Linked DNA regions of Rattus norvegicus: region 1 is linked to region 2. A link is a contact called in public Hi-C data. All regions are on one chromosome and are shown on one strand. The core of a region is the stretch at or near the end of the contact, and the rest is flanking DNA. Distances in the headings are between cores, read along the strand shown.

What was found. A called contact is a pair of places that touch in the nucleus more often than the background predicts.
Region 1: a Hi-C map of the A7r5 cell line shows a contact between it and region 2, with 8 times the contacts expected there. The contact joins two enhancer-like sites. A contact is called at or near these places in 9 of 12 Hi-C or Micro-C datasets (the A7r5 cell line, the Rat2 cell line, Schwann cells and 6 more) and 1 of 1 datasets of contacts at active chromatin or transcription factors (oligodendrocytes).

The regions. Positions count from the first base shown.
Region 1 is chr18:35,827,728-35,834,815 of GRCr8, reverse strand. The region is part of intron 20 of Jakmip2 (janus kinase and microtubule interacting protein 2); the gene reads left to right. All of the region lies in intron 1 of LOC120098288 (a long non-coding RNA gene), which reads right to left. Among named protein-coding and RNA genes, the nearest start is that of Dpysl3, 100 kb to the right of the region's middle. Within about 2 kb of position 3,030, at least 8 of the 93 cell types and tissues checked have an H3K27ac peak or open chromatin away from gene starts, as enhancers often do. A contact at or near this core is called in the A7r5 cell line, where this site is marked.
Region 2 is chr18:35,634,235-35,641,279 of GRCr8, reverse strand. Dpysl3 (dihydropyrimidinase-like 3) reads left to right here. Exons shown (of 14, transcript NM_001398556.1): 8 at 1,377-1,497; 9 at 3,984-4,140; 10 at 4,991-5,132. Among named protein-coding and RNA genes, the nearest start is that of Dpysl3, 93 kb to the left of the region's middle. Within about 2 kb of position 2,594, at least 6 of the 93 cell types and tissues checked have an H3K27ac peak or open chromatin away from gene starts, as enhancers often do. A contact at or near this core is called in the A7r5 cell line, where this site is marked.

The sequences.
Region 1 (7,088 bases), core at 1,781-4,280, 190 kb before region 2:
AATCAAAATCTAAACACTTAATAAATACAAGATGTACATAGTCATGCATATGTATCCTGTACAGAGTATGGTGGTGCAGGCATTAACAGATATGTACTTCAGACCTCGACAGAAGACTTAGAGATGATGCTTTTCTGATGTCACTAGGCAACTCGATTTTGTTTGGCGTATAGTGTCTATACCCACCCCTCCTTGGCTATATCTCTACCTTCCACCATTACTGCTATTTCCTGTTGCCTGTGAATTTTCCACGACCCTGTCCTCTAAGCAGAACGTTTTGTTCCCTAGCATCTCAATAAAACGCCCAGCACAATTTACAGTATTAATATCAATCAAAGGTCCTATGCTTTTCTCAACTAAAATTGCATTTCCAGAAGCTTCTGTGCATGATCTAACCTATAGTATTTAATTCTGTGAGGATTTGAGTTTACAGGGAACATATTTGAATCCACAATTCCTTGTGTATCTATTGAGTTAGTGTAGCCAGGGGGCTGGTTTCCAAAGCATTCCTACGATTGCCTGCATTAGTTCAGGTCCTTCCTATCACAGCATGACTAGTAGGCCACTTCAGTGCTTACTGATGAGAGGCAGAACTTGATTGAATGCAGCAGAGGGATTGTCTGAGGTTCACGGGACAGGTACATGTGCTGTATGTATCACCATAGAGATCGGAATCCATTTATTGTATGTAAAGTTTTATGAACGGTTATTTTATAATTTATGTATTTAATATAGCAATCAATGAACTCTGGTGTTTTAGTTTCTATGAAAAATAAAACAAACTGCATTTTTTAAAAAAAATAAAAGCTTTTACCTTGTGTTATTCATAAGATCTTTTTTTTTCTTAAAAAATATAATTTGAACCGAGAACGGGGTCCCATTGGAAGAATTAGAGAAATGATTAAAGGAGCTGAGGGTGTTTGCAACCCCATAAGAACAATAATACCAACCAACCAAAGCTTCTAGGAACTAAACCACTACCCATGGACAGACCCATGTCTGCATATGGAACAGAGGATGGCCTTGTTGGGCACCGATGGGAGGAGAAGCCCTTGATCCTACTAAGACTGGACCCCCCAGGGTAAAGGGATGTCAGGGCGGAGAGGTGGGAAGGGGTGGGTGGATGGGTAGGGGAACACCCTCATAGAAGAAGGAGGAGGGGGATGGGATAGGTTTATGGACAGGAAACTGGAAAAGAGGATAAAATTTGAAATGTAAATAAATGAAAAATATCCAATTAAAAATATAATTCAACTCATAAACTTTTTATAAAAGCTGCGCAAGGCAAATTAAGATTGACAGTATAATTTTGTGAAAGAAATTCAACATCAAGAATAAGAAGCACACATCTTCTATGGTCATGCCTATGAAAGCTCCAATGTATGCTGTCTACCACAGGCATACTTACAAGGAGACTGAGGCAGGGTTTACAATCATTGACAAAGAGCTGGATCCCTCTTCTGCGGCAAGTTTGAAGGGTAATTGTGCCAGGTGCTTAACACCTTTATTCTAGAGCTTACCTCCCTGCTCCTCACTACTTATGGCTGCCCTATGCATTGTAGAGCCACCAGATATAGGGACTGAGCAAGACTGCTCTACATGGTCACCACTGTATATCCTAGAACCTCTGGGTAAAATTATGGTCTACTGTATGGAAAAATGCATAAATGCAACTTTTGAAGTATCAGCAAAGCAAGTATATCTTGCAATCTGATGTGGAAAACCATGGCAGGTTTGAAGGGTTGGTACCTGCTCAGGCTTTAAGTCAAATGCCTGCTCTAGATTTTACTTATGCTCCTCCTGGGCAGGAATTCTCTCATTTCCCCCTCACCTGCATAAGCCTTATAGCTGATGATGTACCTTAGCCACCACCTTTTTTAACTCATGGATACATAAAACTGTGTGTGTGTGTGTGTGTGTGTGTGTGTGTGTTATACATAATACATAATATATGTGTATGTGTACATTTCAATATATACACATTACATGCATATATAATATGTAACAGTAGAAGGGAAGGAAAGGAGTGACAGGACAGATTGGAATGGATAGAAAGAAGATGGTAAAAGACAGGAATATAGTCAGAATTTTATGAAGCAGCATTATGTACAATGAATATGCATCAGTAAGAACATTTTAAGAACACGTAATTAGATAAAATAGTGTGTACTTGTTCCCTATACACCTAGTATACTTTCCTGCTACTGGTTTTGTGCTTTTCCACTCGATTCCCTAATTAAATCGGAGAGTTGTTTTATGCTGCCCCACCTTTGCATCTAGCACAGGTCCTTGTCACGAACAGAGTCTTCCTAAATTACTTTCGTTTTGCCTTTCTGTATTGGACTATTCATGGAGGGCTCTCATGTCATTTGAGTGATCAGAGATGGCTCCATAGAAAAAGAGAGATATAAACCAGGATGCTTTAGTGGAAGTAAATGGGCTTTTTGCTTGCTTTGCTACTCTCTTTGTTAAACTTTCCCTTCCTTCCTTCCTTCCTTCCTTCCTTCCTTCCTTCCTTCCTTCCTTCCTTCCTTCCTTCCTTCCTTCCTTCCTTTCTCCCTCCCTCCCTTCCTTCCTTCCTTGCTTCCCTCCTTTCTCTTTCCCTTTCTTTCTTCTACCTTTCTGGCTTTATCGTCTTGTGCTGAAGAAGGTTTTATTTTTCCTTAAACAAGAAGGTATTCCCAAATAAACTACCACACTGCAATGCCCTATACTGTACTGTGTACCTGTTTCTTCTGGGTACAACACTGTACTTTATGCCCATTATTTCCTGGGTGTCCTCCCTGTTAATTCTATTTCTTTGTATTCTACTATCTGGCCACAGGAGGGAGCATTTGCCCAGGAAAAACATGTATGCCAAGTGCTTCGAAGGCTGACTTGTGGGGATTTTTTGTTTTCTTTTTCTTTTTCTTTCAAACATCCATCTGGAATGACAGCCTAAAGTCAAGTGTTGCAATGACCACTGTTCTGCAAACAGCCTCCACCATCTGAATTTGCAGCCTCCCATTTCCAGGGGTTCAGTTTCACTTGGCGAGCAAATTCTTCTGTAAACACAAAGACCTGGGAATGTCCATGACCTATCACACAAACTTACTCCAGACCCAGACAAAAAGGGTCAAGGAAGTTCAGCAGAGTTATTCCCTAAATTCCCACTTCTGAAGCAAGCTCCCCAGGGACCAGACAGGGATGGCATGCTATTGTGTCTAGGATCCTCTTACAGTGTAGGAACCTTTGATTGTTTTTTCTTTTGTAAAATTACAGTGTTATGTTTTAAATGTCATTACCAAAACATACTCTGTTTCCCTAGAGGAACTTTCAAAGGAAAGAATTAGGGATGAGTTCTTAAAACATAGTTACCTCCCAAGCAGCACAAGAATAGAAAGCAGCCGTAATTGACTTGTCTTACAAATGTTGGCTTCAGACACTTTAGTCCCATCAGCCCAACATTCCCAACTATCAATGGCACTGTAACAAAATATCCTGGCTTCTCAGTGTGCCCCTGCTCTCAGTCATACAAACACTGCTATGAGGAAGTATGCTGGGAGCTTCCATTTCACTTTCAGTTCAAATAGAAGGAAACTAATGATCCACCAGTGTCAACCTCCTCTGCACTTTTCTCTCTACTCTATTTGAAGGCGATGTAATTGTTTCCATAGCAGTTAGTCTAACGTGGTCCCATTCCTCTCAACGTCATTAGGGATATCTAATTCAGGGGGGTAGGGAACTTAGCCATTCGAAACTGTCATTTTCTTACACGTAAGATGAGGGGATAAAATCCACTTACTTTGCTGTGATGAGAATTAAATAAGCTACTAATCAAATAATAACTACTGAGTGGTTAGGACACAGTAAGGATGCAGTAAGTCACACTTTTGTTAGTATGACTTTTAGTTGGTTAGTGTAGAATGGTGCAACGCTGAAGGGCATTGTGGGAGCTCGTCACATTAAAGGGCAGGAGTATAGAAGAGAAAGATGATTTCTTCTGACACCTGTGTCTTCAGGATCCCTGCCCACTGATGGTTTGATTCTCAATTAACCACGAGAAATGTCTTAGCTGCCTCATAACTACAGAAACAAACAAACAAACGACAACAAACACAAAATAAAACAAAAACAAAGAAACCTCAGCAGTTTATTCTGCTCTTGAGCAGAGACTGAAGATGTAGCCCCCTGGCAGAGGGCATGTGTGACATGTACAAGGCCCTTGATTACATCTCAATCACCTCTCAAAATAACAATGGACAAAACTGAAGTTCTCCTTTGCAGACTTGGGTTACAGGTGATGGAAGCAGATCAAACAAAAGCCAAGACAACCTGGGCAAAAAGCCAAGAGCTGGGTACTACTGCTTCAAAACCAGTGTAGCGTCTTTAAAATGCCTGGAGTCATAAAGGGAGACTCTGGAAAGGAAAAAACTTCTCTAAGGTGTGTCTGACTCAGGGAGATCTGACTTAAGGAAATATGTACTTTAGACCTAGAAAAGACCTTAATAACTATTCATTTATTTTCTTATTTGTTCTTGTTTTAGGGGAAATTTCTTGAACACCTACAATGTGGTAGATGTGTCAGTGTATAACTTAGGTGATTTGCCTGTTGGGAAGACTTGTAAGCACAGAGCCAAAACCTGGGTCAGACCACCCGCCTCTCAACTCGCTGCCTTGTCTGGCCTCGGTGGGAGAGGATGTGCCTAACCCTGCACTTGAGGTACCCGGTGGGTTGGTACCCACAGAGTGCCTCCCTTCTCAGAGGTGATGAAGAGGGGTGGGAGGGAGTTGTTATGTGAGGGGGGCCTTGGAGAAGAGGGGCCTGGTAGTGGGATGTAAAATTATTAATTAATTAATTAATGGAAAAAGTTGCAACACTTCCATTCAAGCCTACATATTGTGTACGTGTACACACAGACACACACACAGACACACAGACACATACACAGACACACACACACAGACACACATACACACACACAGACACACACACTGAAATGTTCTCTCTCTCAATATATATATATATATATATATATATATATATATATATATATATATATATATATATCTCCAAAAAGTCCCTGGGGTAAATGGAAATGAATTACTTCTAGGAAGGTCATTTAAGAAGATATTAACATCCATTAACAGAAAGCCTTGTCTTTTCAAAATTAGATTATTTAGCTGTCCTGTTTCCCAAACACAGAGGAAATGAAGTATGATACTGGTAAAATGAATGTTCCAGTAGAGAATGAGGGTTTACTGACAGACCCAGAGGAAAAGCAGTGTATGGGAGCCAGCGTTAATCAAGATAAACTGCAAATGCTCTTCCGTCTGCAGTGGGCAGCTGAGCAGGCTCTAGGAAGGAAGGCAAACATGGATTTATGGTTTTTGCAGACCACTTCACCCTGGCTGATTCAAACTACCAATAGTGGGGTCTGTGAATACTCACAACTGGTAGGCAGAGCCAGTACAAACCAGCTCCAGCGCATCTCACAGTGATGGCGTGGGGGCTGGGCGGGGAAGGATGCACTTACTTCCTGCTCATTTCATACCACTTCAGTAAGCCATGGTGGGTGTTTACGCCTGAAAACCAGGTCCATATGCTTCCACCACACCTCGCTGCAGTACTGGTGAAGCACTGAGGTAGGATGGAGTGTTGTGGTTTGTCCTGAAGTTATCTGTATTTTGATGTTAATTTTACTGTCCCAAGGACAGCTGTCTAGTCATGTACTCAGAACTCAGGTGACTTCACCAGAACCACCTCTCCATTGAATCTGTAAAGTACTGGTGAGGGGCAGGTACAGGATAGAAGGAGGCCTGTCATTGGAGGAGAAGGAAGGATTGGCGGGAGAGAAGTTCGAAGGAAGAGGAAACTAGAGGAGAAAAGGAGGAGATGAGAGAGAAGAGAGGGTGAGAAGCCATGGCAGGACAATATGACACGTGTTGTTAAGATTCTGCTCTGCGTATTTACAGGTTGTTATTAATGTTCCTAAGGGATGGATAGTACCGGGCTTTGTATGTTTAAGTTGGCAATTATATCTTACCTTTTGGGTCAAAGGTTATTGTGTTGTGTGTTCTTTTATGTGATGGTTTGAGTGTAGGAAAGTGTGTGGTGGCAAGAGACATTGGGATGTGTTTCCGCCAAGTGATCTAGCAGATATCTTGAGGCACCACAGTGCAGACCTAGCGAGCTAAAAGACCACAATACTTTATTATTTTTATATTTTTACAACAACAATGGAGCACTGCCACAGGCGGGCATGACAGCTGGAAATGAAGAATACAGTTTTATGTTGCACCTGTGTTTACTTCCTGGTTTCCCTTGCACCACAGTTGGTAGCTACAGAAAGACATAAGTGAATGGTGAATAAGGCACTGGATACTACTCTACCTCACAACTGAGGTGATAGACTTCTTAAAATAGAGTAAATTAAATAATAATTAATTTAAAATAAAAGTTGTGGCACTGGAGAGATGGCTCTGCTAAGCATTGGTTGCTCTTCCAGAGAACCCTGATTTGATTCTCAGCATGCACAAGGCCACTCACAACCACCTGTAACTCCAGTTCCATAGTATCTGATGTCCTCTTCTGGGACCCCTGCAAGCACTATGCATGCTTGTGGTACACAGACACACATGTAGGCGAACTACATATGCGCATAGAATTAAAACATAAATAAACCATTTTTAAAATAAAAAATTGTGAATAGTAAAGAGGAAGGTGAAGGAGGGTCTCAAGGCAACAAATTCTCAAAACAATATGGAAGGAAATATAAGAATTTCCTCAAAATCATATAGGGAACAAAATCTTGATTGCATCATTGTGGATATCACAATGGTGGATGAAAGGAATCAGGATTACTTTCATAGAAATAGTTCTATAATTGTCTTATTTAGGGTTTTATTGCTGTGTAGAGATACCATGACCACAGCATCTCTTATAAAAAATATCTAATTGGGGCTGGCTTACAGGTTCAGAGGTTTAGTACATCATCTTCATAGCATGAAACATGGCAGCCTGCAGGCAGACATGGTGCTAGAGAAGGAACTGGGTGTTCTGCACCTTAATGCACACAAAACAGAAAAAGACTTTGTGTCACACTAGG
Region 2 (7,045 bases), core at 1,345-3,844:
CTTCTAAAGATAGTCACTTCGTCAAAGTGCAGAAAACCCTTTGGTGCTGGCCCTGGAAGGGAATGGGATCAAAGGGGCCAGGGCTGAGAGCATGGGGCCGCTGAAGTGGCCAGCAAAGGTATGACGGGGGAGTGAGCATAGGAAAAGCCAGCTTCTTTTCAGTTCAAAGCCCACCAAGATGGAGTCTCAAGTAAGGCTGCTCAGAAAGCAGAGAAACAGGTACAGAGAATAGCCTCCAGGGTGCAGTGTCTGGGTGCTTTACCTGCACCCCCAAAGCCTTCTGGAGCATGCCAGCTCAGCCAGCCCAGTGCCCCAAGCCTACTGAACCACATTCACCATAGAGTGACTGGTTTGCATTATGCAGCCACTAGACATCTGTAAGCCATTTGAAGCATATTTTTTTTTTAAGTATTGGTCTGTGCAAGCTAACCCCTAAAGTCATATCCATATGAAAAGGAACGGCTGCTGATTCCGTGAGGAATCACCACTGAGGCTCTATTCTGGGCTGAGCTGGGCTTGCTCAGAGTTTGGGGCAATAGCAGACTTCGCATTGGTCACAAACTGTGACCAACAATTACAACAACAGCCACTGTTTCTGGGCACTAATTTCTCAAAAGGATTAATCGTTTCATCCTAACAATGGCTCCAGAGGTCAGGACTCTTCAGTACTACCACTTAGGCAGGAAAGCAGCAGCACTGAGAGGTTGTGAGCTACACCTGAGGTTACCTGGCTTGTCCAGAACAGAACCAAGATTCACTCTCAGTCACCCAATGGAGCCTGAGCTCCCAGATCTCACTTGGTTAATCAAGTGTGGGGGAAACTCATCAGTATTCCTCACGAATTAAGTGCAGCTGTCTTAATTGGTGTGTTTGAAAGCTTGAACTCCAAGTTGGAATAGGCTAGGAGAGATCAGTAATAAAAACAGTGGCTGTGCTGTGAAGCTTGGGGATTATTCTAATAAGAAATCCTTCATGGATATAACCCTTTGCTGACCCCATAGCTGCAGGAAACGTCACGATGTCCCTGTGTTTCTGATTCTCTTCACCTGCTGCTGACATGATTTTGCTTTCCCAGAGACTCTGCCTTGAGATTGGAGAGCAGAGGCTATTACTTGGCTTAGCCTTTATGCTAACTATAGGAGAGGAGAGAGATACAAAGACAAGCAGTGGCCCAGACACAGCTCTATGCCATTCTCCTTTGCTGAGGGACAGAGACATGAGGAAGCCCAGGAACGTAACATGGGAGCAGATACAGGCCACATAATTTCAGATCCTCCTGGGTGGTTCTTAGCACTTTATCAGCACCTGTTCTAGAGGCAGGACGTGGCAAGGGTGAGGGGCTCTGTTTTATTGATTGCTGGGATTTGTTTTTGTAGCTGGAAGCTGAGGCTGTGTTCCGTGCCATCACCGTCGCCAGCCAGACCAACTGCCCCCTTTATGTCACCAAGGTCATGAGCAAGAGCGCGGCTGATCTCATCTCACAAGCCAGGAAGAAAGGTGATTTGTGCTCCCAGGATGGGGAACTTCCCACTGCACCACGGGGCTCCTCCCTTCCCTTCCAGGCTGTCCACTGTAATAGAAATGGCATCTCTTCTGTTCCTTGCCATGCTCTCTAGGAAGCCCCATCTACAACTGGAGTTCTGAGGTTTCTTCCATCTGGCATATAAGTAAACTGAGGCTAAGGAAGATTAAGTAATTTGCTGGAAATAACAGCACAAAGTAATTTCTCCGAGACTTGGTACATCTCCCACTCAATTTCCATCTGTCCTATGTCAGTTCTCATTATCTGAAGTTCATAAATAGACACCCAGTCAATATTATGCTAAATGTAGAAGTCAAAGATCCAGGTCAAAACTGGCTGAAACAAGCCATCAACAAGTAAAGTATTGGTTGTAATTGGGACGACCAGGTACCTTGGTGGGTTTTAGCAGTGATAGTACTCTAAGGCTCTCATCTACTGTTTTCTTGGTTCTTCCGTCTCTCTGGCTGGTGGATTCACAATCAGTATTAACTGTGAAGGAAATAGATAATACCAGGGGACATCTATTGTCCTCAATCCCTGGTAAAGGAAGCAATGAAGAGGTAGCTCGAGCAAGCATGTAAGAATACTGTGATTATCTTGCCTGGGATCTGTGCACAACCCTGAATCAAAGGCTGCCCCAGAGACAGCATCGTCTGGCCAGTCCTAAGAGCTCACCACAGGAGTGTGGTCACTCTACCTGGTCATTCAGGTCAGAACAAGTTATTTTTAGAAAGGAGTGGAATGGCCTTCATGCTGTGGTCTTCATAACCTAGGGCTCTGTCCTTGTCACCTTTCTGCCTTCTGCTGTGCTGTCTACCACTGTTAACTCGGGCTTACAGTGTTTTGAACTCTGCTTTTAAAGCCTGTTTTGTTTTGTTTTGTTTTGTTTTTAATTTTGTGCCTTGTCCTTAGTGATAGGCTCTTGGGCTCAGTTGTGAAGCTATGCAAGTAAACAGTGTGTTGAGAAACTAGAGATGAGGGCTGTGCTTGTTTGTGAAAGAAGATTCCTCAGGCTGTCACGCATTGCTGTTGCTGTGTGCTGAGGACCATCTGCTAGCAGAGAGATCTAAGATGAATGATTCATCAGCTAAGTGGTCCTGAGGAATTTCCATGTCAGAGTGACTATGGTGCTTAGTGGTAGCCCAGCTGACTTTTGGCTTTCTGGAGAAAGGTGACCCTTTTCCAATGAGAGAGGAATCTTTCTAGGTGTCCAAATGTCTTCTGAGTGGCAAGGTTCTAGGGTATTTCCCACTTCTCCATGTTTATGGAAAACCTGCTATTTTAGCCCACAGTAGTTAATGATTTACTCTCCTGGATAAGAGGCATTTGGGAGAACCAGGAGAGCAGACTAATCCTCTTTACTAGAAATGGGGTCTGGAGAGGAAGAAGGGAAAGAAGGGAGAAAGAAAGAGCGGGAGAAATCACTACACTCACCCTATCCACCCAGTTCATTAACCTCTCATGTCTTCTGTTGGTTTATCTCACATGAGCTCTGTCAATCACCTGAGGATGGCATGTTTTCAAGTGTAAGCTGCCCATACTTCCTATTTCATGATAGAAACTTCCTCCCATTAGACTTCTGACTGTGATTGTCTGGTAAGGAGAACTCACCCAGCCGTTCTTCCAGGGTTAAGAGAATATGTAATTCTGCAACAAAATAAAGGGCTGCAGATATTGAAGCTAAGAACATCTTCTGGACAAACAACCATTCTTAGGGAGAACCGAGAGGACCTCCAATGGGATGATGGAATATAGCTTCTTCATGAATTTGTTCTTGTTAATTCCCAAATGATCTCACCATCCATCACCAGTGTGGCTTAAGACCTCTGGTGCTATAACTAATGTAAAGAAGTTATAACTTAAGGCTGGGGGTGGTGGCGCTCTGTATAAAAGCACTTGTGTTGAAGCTCAAGGGCCTGGGCATCTACACACACACACACACACACACACACACACCTACACACACACACCTACACACACACACCTACACACACACACCTACACACACACACACACACACACACACACACGGTATTTATTGAGTATCTACCATGGGCCAGACCCTTCATGTATGCTAAGTCCTTTCACAAGTCTGGGAGTGTAAACAGTGTCATCAGTTCTAGGACATAATGCTTAGACATTTTAATATTCTAAAAATGACTCCTGTAATCTGCATAATAATAATTATTATATAGTTTGACTTTCTTCATGTCAAACAGCCAGATCTTATGCCTAGTGGCTTATTATTGTGAACATGTATTTATTTCTTCATTCTATCATTCAAAGCATTGCTCATATTTAATAGAGAAACAGACCTTAAAAAAAAAGAAACTGGTAATAGAAACTTGAACCCCAGGATTGCCTGACTTCAGACAGTCTTGAGCAAAGTTATAGTTCTGTTTAGATATTCTGGACCAGAGCAGTACATATCTTTTATAAAACTGATATCCATTCTTTCCAGGAAATGTGGTCTTTGGCGAGCCCATCACTGCCAGCCTGGGAATAGATGGAACCCATTACTGGAGTAAGAACTGGGCCAAGGCAGCTGCATTTGTGACATCCCCACCTCTGAGCCCTGACCCAACCACACCTGACTACATCAACTCCTTGCTGGCCAGGTTGGTGTAGGAATGCCATGTGTTCTGTCGGATCATCTTGGGCCACCTGTGATGGGGGCTGTAGTATTATGGTCTAGGTGGTAGACGAGAGTCTACAGCATCAAATTCCTCGGCAGAAAACTGGCTCCTCCACATCACAGTTCAATTGATGACACAGTCTCAGCATGAATAATGGTCTTAGCAGTCGATGCTTAACCGTGCCAAGCTTGAGCTCTCCCTTGTCCCTCATGACAATTTTATGAGTCAGGCACTCTTACCATCATTTTGTAGGTTATGCAACTGATAACCAAGGCACTTACAGCTATGTGTCAGGACTCAAAGCATTTGTCATGATGATACTTAGCCATCAATTATAGGGAGATTCAAAAATAAGGCCACTGGTCATTTGAGTCTTTACATGTTTACAGCTTAGTTTCTGTTTGCATGTGTGTTTATATGAGTGTGAACACATAAGACTGCATGCTTGCTTGCATATCTTTATGTGCACCTTGTGTGCAGATGCCTATAGAGATCATATAAGATAGCATGGAACTGGGGTTAGAGCTGGTTGTGAGCCCCTTGATGTGGTTCCGAGAACCAAACCTGAATCCTCTGCCGCAGCACACAGTGCTCACCACCACTGAGTCAGCTCTTCAGCCTTCACCTGACTCTTTGTAGTTTGCCACAGAAGACATGATCTGACTCTATTCCTTCCTTTATGGATGGGTTACAGCCCAGAGAGTGGAGGAAACTTACCCAACCTCACACAGCTTAGTAGAGGATAGGGAGATTACAAACAAAGACATAATTCTGCTTCCCCAGTATTTTCCAGCCATCTGTTGTAAACATGTGAAACTTTCTCCTTTTCCAGTGGAGATCTGCAGCTCTCTGGAAGTGCCCACTGTACCTTCAGCACTGCCCAGAAAGCCATTGGGAAGGACAACTTCACGGCTATCCCTGAGGGCACCAATGGCGTGGAGGAGCGTATGTCTGTCATCTGGGACAAGGCTGTGGTAAGGGACTGAGGGAGGGTCTCCCAGATAGAACCAAATCAAAGCCTCAGGCACACCAATCAAGCTAAAATTTGCCCCTCAGGGATGCCCTGAAGAGTATGTTTGGGGTGTATGTGAGGTCTACACCTACTGAGATGTCCGTGGATCCTGCAGGATGTTTGATCACAACGTGTACCCCGAGATTGTTTTATTTACAGGAAAAACCTGTTTTTCATTGCGTGGCCATAGCAGACAACTTTAATCCAAGAGCTTTCTGTTTATTGTAAACAGGGATAAATAAAGTCAGGCATTGGTCAAGAGGCAGAGCAAGCAACCAGACAGGGAGTGAACTTGGGGGAAAAACAGAGTAAGAGGAAGGAAGGAGGATGAATACAGAGAGACAGGAAACAAAAAGGAGGACGATTTTGTTTGAAGGGTTTTTGAGAAGGTATGGAGAAGAAGAACTTTGTTTTGGGACATCAGCTATGGATGAAGGTCAGAAAAGGTCATCGGGGTCCTTTTTTCACTTCCCTGAACCAGCAAGCTTTCACCCAAGCATTTGACTCCTGCATCTTTATTAGCAAAATCAAATGTTTCAGATTTTGTTAAAAAAAAAAAAAAACCAACACCCAGAGCCAGGGGACTCATGTGGGTTGGGATCTCACCTCCTAGAAATGACTTCTGAGGCCTAGAACCTCTAAGACAGCTTCCATACTGACCATTCTGTCATGTGATCTCATGAATGTTCTGTGCTTAAAATGGTAGTAAATCCATCCTTTGTGTTGGAGGAGCTTTATGGTTTCTTTTGAAAATGTTGGATATGATGCTTTGAAATGACAAGTAATTCACAGGAAGTCACAGCAGGAATATCCTACACTGAAGGCTTGTGAGCACCCTAGGCTATAAAAGAGATTAACTCTCAGTGTTCCTTGGCCAAGTAGCAACTTTTTATTTTCCCTGATTGAATCATAGAGACTGATGAAAGAAGTGGTCGTATCAATAAAGATACTCCTGAAGATTCTAGGAAAAGCATAAGAAAGTCACTGTCCAGTCCCTTCCTTGTGTGCAGTGCCAGTCCAGTGTCTCTGAACCGTACCTCCATCATCGACATGGGCAATCCAGTAATACCCCTGTTGTTGGAAATTTAAAGACTGGGTTTGAAAGCTAATTCTTTCCATACTTAGGCTGTGTGTTTCAAAAAAAGAGAAATCATAACCTTTTTGTTTCTTTCTCTCCTGTGGTTGGCTTTTGTCTCTTTTTGTGAGCATCCTATCTTTATGAATGCTTTATCTTACAAATAGTATCTCAATTTATTAAAATTAATATAAAACATATATCCATATAAAGCATATGGATACCCCTATCAATATAGAGCCTGCAGTTTTTCCCTTAAGATTAAGTGTCTAATAATAATGATAGTTGACTTACTATATAAGAGAATTCACAACAACAAAATCACCACAACACACTTCTCAGAGCATATCCTTATCAGTTAGCAATGATACCTTTAGTCTTTTAATTGGTAACATGGTACATTCGCAATAAAGGATACTCAGAAACCTCAGACAAATATATACATTTTTAAAAAATAACCCTCATAATTCTACAACACAGGGATGTCCATTGTCATCATCTAAGCAAGGCTCTGCATATGTATCTTTTGAGCACACACCATATACCTAAAGGAGGAGGTCACACTCACAGTGGTTTCTACTATAAACTCTTTGATCCATTTTGGAACTAGTAGAAGTAAATGCTTATGTAAACAACATGAAGATACCTAGAAAAAAGCACATTCTTTAGGGAAAGTAACTTTTATCTTAAGCCCCACGTTTCTACATTTTCCCCATGAAGTTCATACTGCTCAGCTGACCCTCCAGGATGGATGGACTATGTACTAAGTACCTTTGTACCCCTGGGCCTTGGGGGTCATT